Regions from separate parts of the Mus musculus genome. Here region 1 is linked to region 2. Evidence: chromatin contacts called from public ChIA-PET data. All regions are on one chromosome and are shown on one strand. The core of a region is the stretch at or near the end of the contact, and the rest is flanking DNA. Distances in the headings are between cores, read along the strand shown. Region 1 has its middle 17 kb from the start of Ust. Region 2 has its middle 7.6 kb from the start of Zc3h12d.

The links. ChIA-PET counts read pairs in DNA pulled down with a chosen protein or histone mark.
Region 1: a contact with region 2 is called in an RNA polymerase II ChIA-PET map of memory CD8 T cells, with 4 times the contacts expected there. The contact joins two enhancer-like sites. A contact is called at or near these places in 15 of 39 promoter capture datasets (the 3T3-L1 cell line, 3T3-L1-derived adipocytes, the C10 cell line and 8 more), 2 of 484 Hi-C or Micro-C datasets (adipose-derived mesenchymal stem cells and palatal mesenchyme) and 3 of 115 datasets of contacts at active chromatin or transcription factors (embryonic stem cells, large pre-B cells and memory CD8 T cells).

What each region holds. Positions count from the first base shown.
Region 1 is chr10:8,533,759-8,536,907 of GRCm38.p6, reverse strand. No RefSeq gene overlaps it. Among named protein-coding and RNA genes, the nearest start is that of Ust, 17 kb to the right of the region's middle. Within about 2 kb of position 1,282, at least 26 of the 459 cell types and tissues checked have an H3K27ac peak or open chromatin away from gene starts, as enhancers often do. A contact at or near this core is called in memory CD8 T cells, where this site is marked.
Region 2 is chr10:7,823,241-7,826,560 of GRCm38.p6, reverse strand. No RefSeq gene overlaps it. Among named protein-coding and RNA genes, the nearest start is that of Zc3h12d, 7.6 kb to the left of the region's middle. Within about 2 kb of position 1,735, at least 47 of the 459 cell types and tissues checked have an H3K27ac peak or open chromatin away from gene starts, as enhancers often do. A contact at or near this core is called in memory CD8 T cells, where this site is marked.

The DNA of each region.
Region 1 (3,149 bases), core at 33-2,532, 710 kb before region 2:
CTTGAGTTCAATTCCCAGCAACCATATGATGGCTCACAAATATCTGCTCTGGGATCTGATGCCCTCTGCTGGTGTATCTAAAGACAGCTACAGTGTACTCATACATAAAACAAACAAACAAACAAATAAATAAATCTTTTAAAAATATGTTTATAAAGGCAATATATGCTACCAATGTGACAAAAATCCTGAAAATGTACATAATGTTTTTTCTTAATTTCTTTAACTTCCTCTATGATATTATTTTCATTATCCATGTTGGCTATATGCCCTTTGATGGTTTCTTTATTGGACAATAATTTTAGACACAGAAACATAATTACGCCCCTCCTCTAGCAAAAATAATTGGATAAAAAAATCTTAATAATTGATATACAGGATACAAACAATAAATGACATCATACATATGCATTCACTTCATTTGTGTAGCCCAGGTTCAGATTTCTGCTACGAATTTTAAAATGATATATTTTCAATTATGTGTAGATGTGTGTGCATGTATGTGTGTATGCATGCATGTGTGTGTGTGTGTGTGTGAGCATGTGCACACTAGTGATACTACCCTTGGAGATCAAAGGCATTAGGTCCCTTGCAGCTGAAGTTGCAGACAGCTGTGAGCTGCCTGGTGGGTCCTCTGGAAGAGCAGCAAGAGCTCTTAACTGCTGAAGCATCTCTCCAGTCCTGTTTCGCATGATCTTCATCATAAAGGGAAGCACTGTGTTACTATACATTTTTTTCCTTCCTTCCTACTGTTTTTTGTTTCATGGAGGCCATCAAAAGACCTGCTCCTTCTAAATGTTCTCATCACATGACTCCATGAAACCACCCACACCCAGAGTGACTTTTTAACTTCTTCAGGACACTCGTTAAAAATTGACATGTTTTGTTAAGAACATACATATTGCCATGGTTAAGTTTCCAAACATAAACCATTGACTAATCACCCTCAGTTGCAAGCTATATGCTTGTAATAGGAAATAAATTTGAGTGAAAGTGGATATAATTTGAGAGAAAAGAGGTATGTGCTGGGAAGAAGTAGGTATGTACTGAGAGGAAGTGGGCATGTGCTGACAGGAAATAGGTAGGCGCTGAGAAGAAGCGAGTATGTGCTAAGAAGTGAGTATACTCTGAGAGGAAAGAGAATGTATTCTGAGAGGAAATGGAGATGCACTAAGAGGAAGTAGGTGTGTGCTGAAAGGAAATGGGCAGGTACTAAGAGGAAGAGGTGGTGCTCTGAGAGAAAGTGGGTTTGTGTTGAGAGGAAGTAGGTGTACTCTGAGAGGAAGTGGTTATGTGCTGACAGAAGGTAGGCATGCGCTGAGAAGAAGTGGGTGTGCTCTGAGAGGAAGTGGGTATGTGCTAAGAGGAAGTGAGTGTGTGCTGAGAAGTGGGTATGTGCTGATGGCAAACCTGTCTAGCAGGAGAAGATCAATCATATAGTTTGGTAGTGTCCAGAACAACTCAGGCCAAAAAAAGAAATCTTACTTGATAAATTAATTGGTTCTCCATGTAAGCTTTCATCTGGTAATACTATCCTGCTAGCTGCCAGGGAAGTGAAATTACTCATGAAATGAATTTGAGGGGATTTTTTTTTCTGTCTGAAAATTTAAATCACTCTATCAAAATAGAGCATTATTGGAATGGGGTATTGAGATGCTTGCCTTGAATAAGGGTATTGCTTCCTCCAGGGCTCCATATTTGCCGTTCCCTTTGCCTGATGCCCTCATCCAGGATCTTGTTATAATTTTAGCCTTAATCATTTTTCATATAGTTTTTCTCAGCTACAACTTTGCTTTGGTATTCTCCTGACCATTCTGTGTGAGGCAGAGCCTTTCAGCCACTTTTCCAGTTTCATTTTCTTTTTTGACACATGTTGGGATAGTAGCCTCGCGATTTGTCTATGTACTTATTTTATAACCTGGCCATTATAAGGCAATTACCCTGGGGACATATTACACTTGTGCTCCACTGTTCTAGAACCCATGGTGCTCTTAAGAGATGGAGGGTAGAAAGATTAGCTCTGTAACTTACTTTCAGGTTTCTGGTCCAGTCTTATACCTGAAACAATCAGTCGCCCACCCTTCAGCTCCATATGATTTCTCTGTCATCTTTTCTGATGTGTGACTTCGTTGTAGTGCTGTCTAGAGTACTAAAGGGATCCCTACACACAATGATTCCAGAGAAGCTAATTTCTTTCTTTCACAAGGGAGCTAGAGGTGGCGGCTACCCATCTCAGGTAGGCTGATCCACTCCATGAAATCATATGGAGATACACATTCCCCTCCTCGGGTCCCTCAATGTTCCTCAAAACCCTGCCCCATGTCCTTGACTGATGTTGAGCCACTTCCAGGTCCACATTGAAGTCCATGGAAGCTGGGAAATGAGACCGGAAGGGTACACACTCATCTAGGATTTGCCTACATCTCTTTTTTTTCTCACAATCCTGACTTGATCTCAGCCATACAACCACATCTATCTGCAAAGGAGCCTAGAAAATGTAGTACCTACCTATAAACGTGGCCATGAGTCCTGTTAGTGGTTTCTTTTACTGAAAGGAAACAGGAGGAAATAGGTGCAGGGGACACGTAACTCTTAGGCACCTTGGCCACAGTTGTTCATTGTCTTCCTGAAATGCTAGGTCTCCCTTGGCTTCATGACTCAATACGATCTTACTTTCCAATATGGTTACCACTGGGGAATGTGTTTGCTCTCTCTAGGATGTTTTAAATATCAAGACACTATGAAGAAGACTATTTCCAGGGTTACTCAAAAGTTTATCCCCACTTTAGAAATTAACCCTACCCTTGTCTTCAGGAGTAACGGTGAAGCATCATATTCTCGGTTGATAAAGGCCCTCAGACGCATCCAGGAGAGCACAGAGAAGTGATTCCTAATCTGAATTTGGCGTCTCCTAGAGACCACGCAGGAACTGAAATTATTATTTTTAATTGTGTACATTTTTGTGTGCGGGGGTGAGTTCATCGATTAGTCAGATTCTCTAGGCACCCAAGTCACCATATTGTAGAAAAATATTAAAGATATATTTGCAAGATTGGTATCCGAGTTCTGGTCTTTCCACTTGCAAACAACACTCTTTTGTGCATGTTCTGTGACTTATTTGGATTCTGGTTTCTTAATCCTCAAAGAAA
Region 2 (3,320 bases), core at 486-2,985:
GTAATGGCTAGCATTCTTATTAGAAATAAGGAGAGGGAGACTCAGACATAGAGATGCAGGGTAAAGGCCATGTGAAGGCAGAGGCTAAGCTTAAAGTGGTGTAACTGTAAGCCAAGGAACGTACCAGAAGCTAGAAAGAATCATTAGCACCCTCAAGCTGCTACCGTGTGCTGCAGCATCATTGTCATGCGGAGGCTGTGGACACAGGCTCCCAAACAGAGCAAGTGTCGAGATGAGACATCACGTTATTTCCTGTGAGCATGCGAGGGGGTAAGGCAATGAATCTGTGCCTTTGGTTTGTGAATAGTAGATGATTATCAATGTAACAGTGAAACAACCCTTCTGAAGGTAAAGATATCTGCCGTCCAATGAGATTACAGTAAGACAAGGCTCCACTGCATGCCGTGTGTATGAAGATGAGTTGCACAGGGCGACTGCCCCCAAGACAGTATGAGAAGTGGCCCACTATGGGACTAGAGACCACGTTAACTAGGGAGCTCTACTAATCCTGCTCCCAGTGTATCAAAGTCTCGCCCAAACCACACCCATCTGTAGCCACTCCAGACCCTTGAACTGCTGGCCTTCGTCAATGAGTGATCGTGGAGCAGAGACCATAGACTTTTTGTGATTTTTATTATTATTATTATTGATGGAAGGCCCATTCTATGTCTCAAATCCAGACTTCTGCACCTACTCTGGGAAAGTAACTTGGATTAAATCTGGTTTGGGGTTGCACGAGGCGCGAATATGGAATGAGTTATGTTCAAAGCAATGGGGGCTGTGGAACCAGCCTGTTGCAGAACCCACTTTCCTTGGCTACACTCTACCACTTTCCTCCTTAGGAATGTGCTCAGCTTCTCTACCGCCTAAGAATCAAATGCAGGCTTTCTGGATTTGCTTCCCGCTCCCTCCTGTCTGTGGGCCCTTCCTTTCTCTTTATAATCCTCTGCTTTGGTCAGCCCATCACCACGTGTTCCCATAGTTTTCTGCTCCTACATCTGGCACCGACCTTTTTGTTTCTGAATCAAGCTTCCCAACTGGAAAGCCAAGCCTCTCCACCACACCAAGGAAACAGTACAAAGCAAAACTGTTTTCAGGAACCAGGGGTCACTGTGGTAGAGTTCTAGAATTCTAGCCGCATCCCCCAACTTCTCTTTTTATACACACTATTGCTAATATGTTACTGTGTGGGTCAGCTTCCCAGCAATCCAAAGGGAATACCATCAACACAGGTTTTAAAAAAATCATTGAGTTGGCTGAGCAGTGGCACACACCTTTAATCCCAGAACAACTCAAGAAGGCAGAGGCTGGCTGATCTTTGTATTCAAGGCCAGCCTGGTCTACTGAGCAAGTTCTGGGACAGCCAGAAAAACCCTATCTCAAAAAAAAAAAAAAAAAAAAAAAATCACATATATTTAGTGTGTGCTTGCAGACGTCACGGGGCACATGTAGAACCCAAGGGTCAAATCCAAGCTTGGTGACATGCGTCTTTACTGGATGAGGTGCTTGGCAGCCCTCACAATACCATTTTTAAACTGCACAATGAAAACACTCAACAGCTCACCCGTCTGCCTGCTCAAACGAACAAGGAATAGAGGAGGCGAAATGTAAGACTGCTAACTCTTAGCATTACTCATATTTCCCAGACCTGGGTGGGTTATAAACACGTAGGAATAAAGACCAGCAAGAATAACTGGTGTTATTTGCTTTGACACAGAGTCCGTTTTGAAAAGAAGGGGATCTCCACATGATCACTTAACAGGAAACAACCTTCTCTCAAGTTTCCCATCAAAGCATAGTCTCCTAGCAACAGCCACTTAAAGGTGAAGCTTCTGAGATTTCGATTTTACTATCTGTTATGTATTCTCTGTGACTCAACCTTCCAGGTATGAAATGTCAAACTTAGATTAAATTTCCACTGACCAAAATTCAGTTTATTAAAGGAACTGGTCCAACTGCTGAGACAACACGGAGGTTCTCACTCAGCCTCTCAGCCTACTAAAGAACTATTAAGAGTGCTGGCCAAAGTCTTTGAAAATTCAACTGGTAAAAGATTAACACCCTAGCCGGGTGGTGGTGGTACCCGCCTTTAGTCCCAGCACTGGGGGGGGGGGGGGGGGCAGAGGCAGGCAGATTTCTGAGTTCGAGGCCAGCCTGGTCTACAAAGTGAGTTCCAGGACAGCCAGGGCTATACAGAGAATCCCTGTCTCAGAAAACAAACAAACAAACAAACAAACAAACAAAAAGATTAACAGCCTAAACTGAAGCTGTATTAATGAGCAATCTGGGGTTTGAAGTAACTACTTTAATGCAAAATGTACTTGCTGTTGTTTTTTGTTTTTTGTTTTTTTTTTTTTCCCAAAAGCCAATGGAAAATCACCGAAAGCTGGTTTCATCTAGTACAGTGGGAGGTAGAAGATTCTCCTTTCAATGGCAGCACCTAAGAGGGAAAGGTGGGGCTCACCTAAACCCTGAAGCCAAATCTGAGACAGAAATTATGGGGCACTTCACCTAGATATACGCAGTAGTAATTCAGATTACTGCCCCATATCTCATCAAGACACATAACCAGGTTATGACTAAAATTATAATTAAAATCACCTAGTGAGACTGGGCATAGTAGTGCATACTCTTAATCCAGCATTTGGAAGGCAGAGACAGGCAGATCTCTAGGAGTTCAAGGCCAAGGCCTGGACTACATAGTGAGTTCCAGGCCACCAAGGCTACACAGTCTCAAAAACAAAGAATGGAAGTCCGCTGGTAGAGGGCTTGTTTAGCAGTCCTTAAAACCACATAATACAGGCGTGGTGGTACACATTTATAACTCCAGATCTCTGCAAATTTGGACAGGAGGTCCAGAAGTTCAACCTCATACTCGGCTAGGTTTGAGGTCAGGCTGGGTTACAAATAACCCCATTAAAGTAAAACAATAAAATAAAAACAATAAAACTAAACAAAAAAAAAGGGGGGGGGGGAAACCACCTGGTTAAAACAACAGCTTCAGCCAGGCATGGTGGCGCACACCTTTAATCCCAGCACTCGGGAGGCAGAGGCAGGCAGATTTCTGAGTTTGAGGCCAGCCTGGTCTACAAAGTGAGTTCCAGGATAGCCAGGGCTACACAGAGAAACCCTGTCTTGAAAATCAAAAAAACAAAACAAAAACAAACAAACAAAACAAAACAAAAAACAAAAAAACCCCACAGCTTCTCAAAAGAAATCCTCATATATTGTCTTTGGGAATGTGAATTATTATAGCCATTATGGAAAACAGTAGAGATATTTTGGGGGACAAACTTTGAAGATGTACTACTATGATCCAG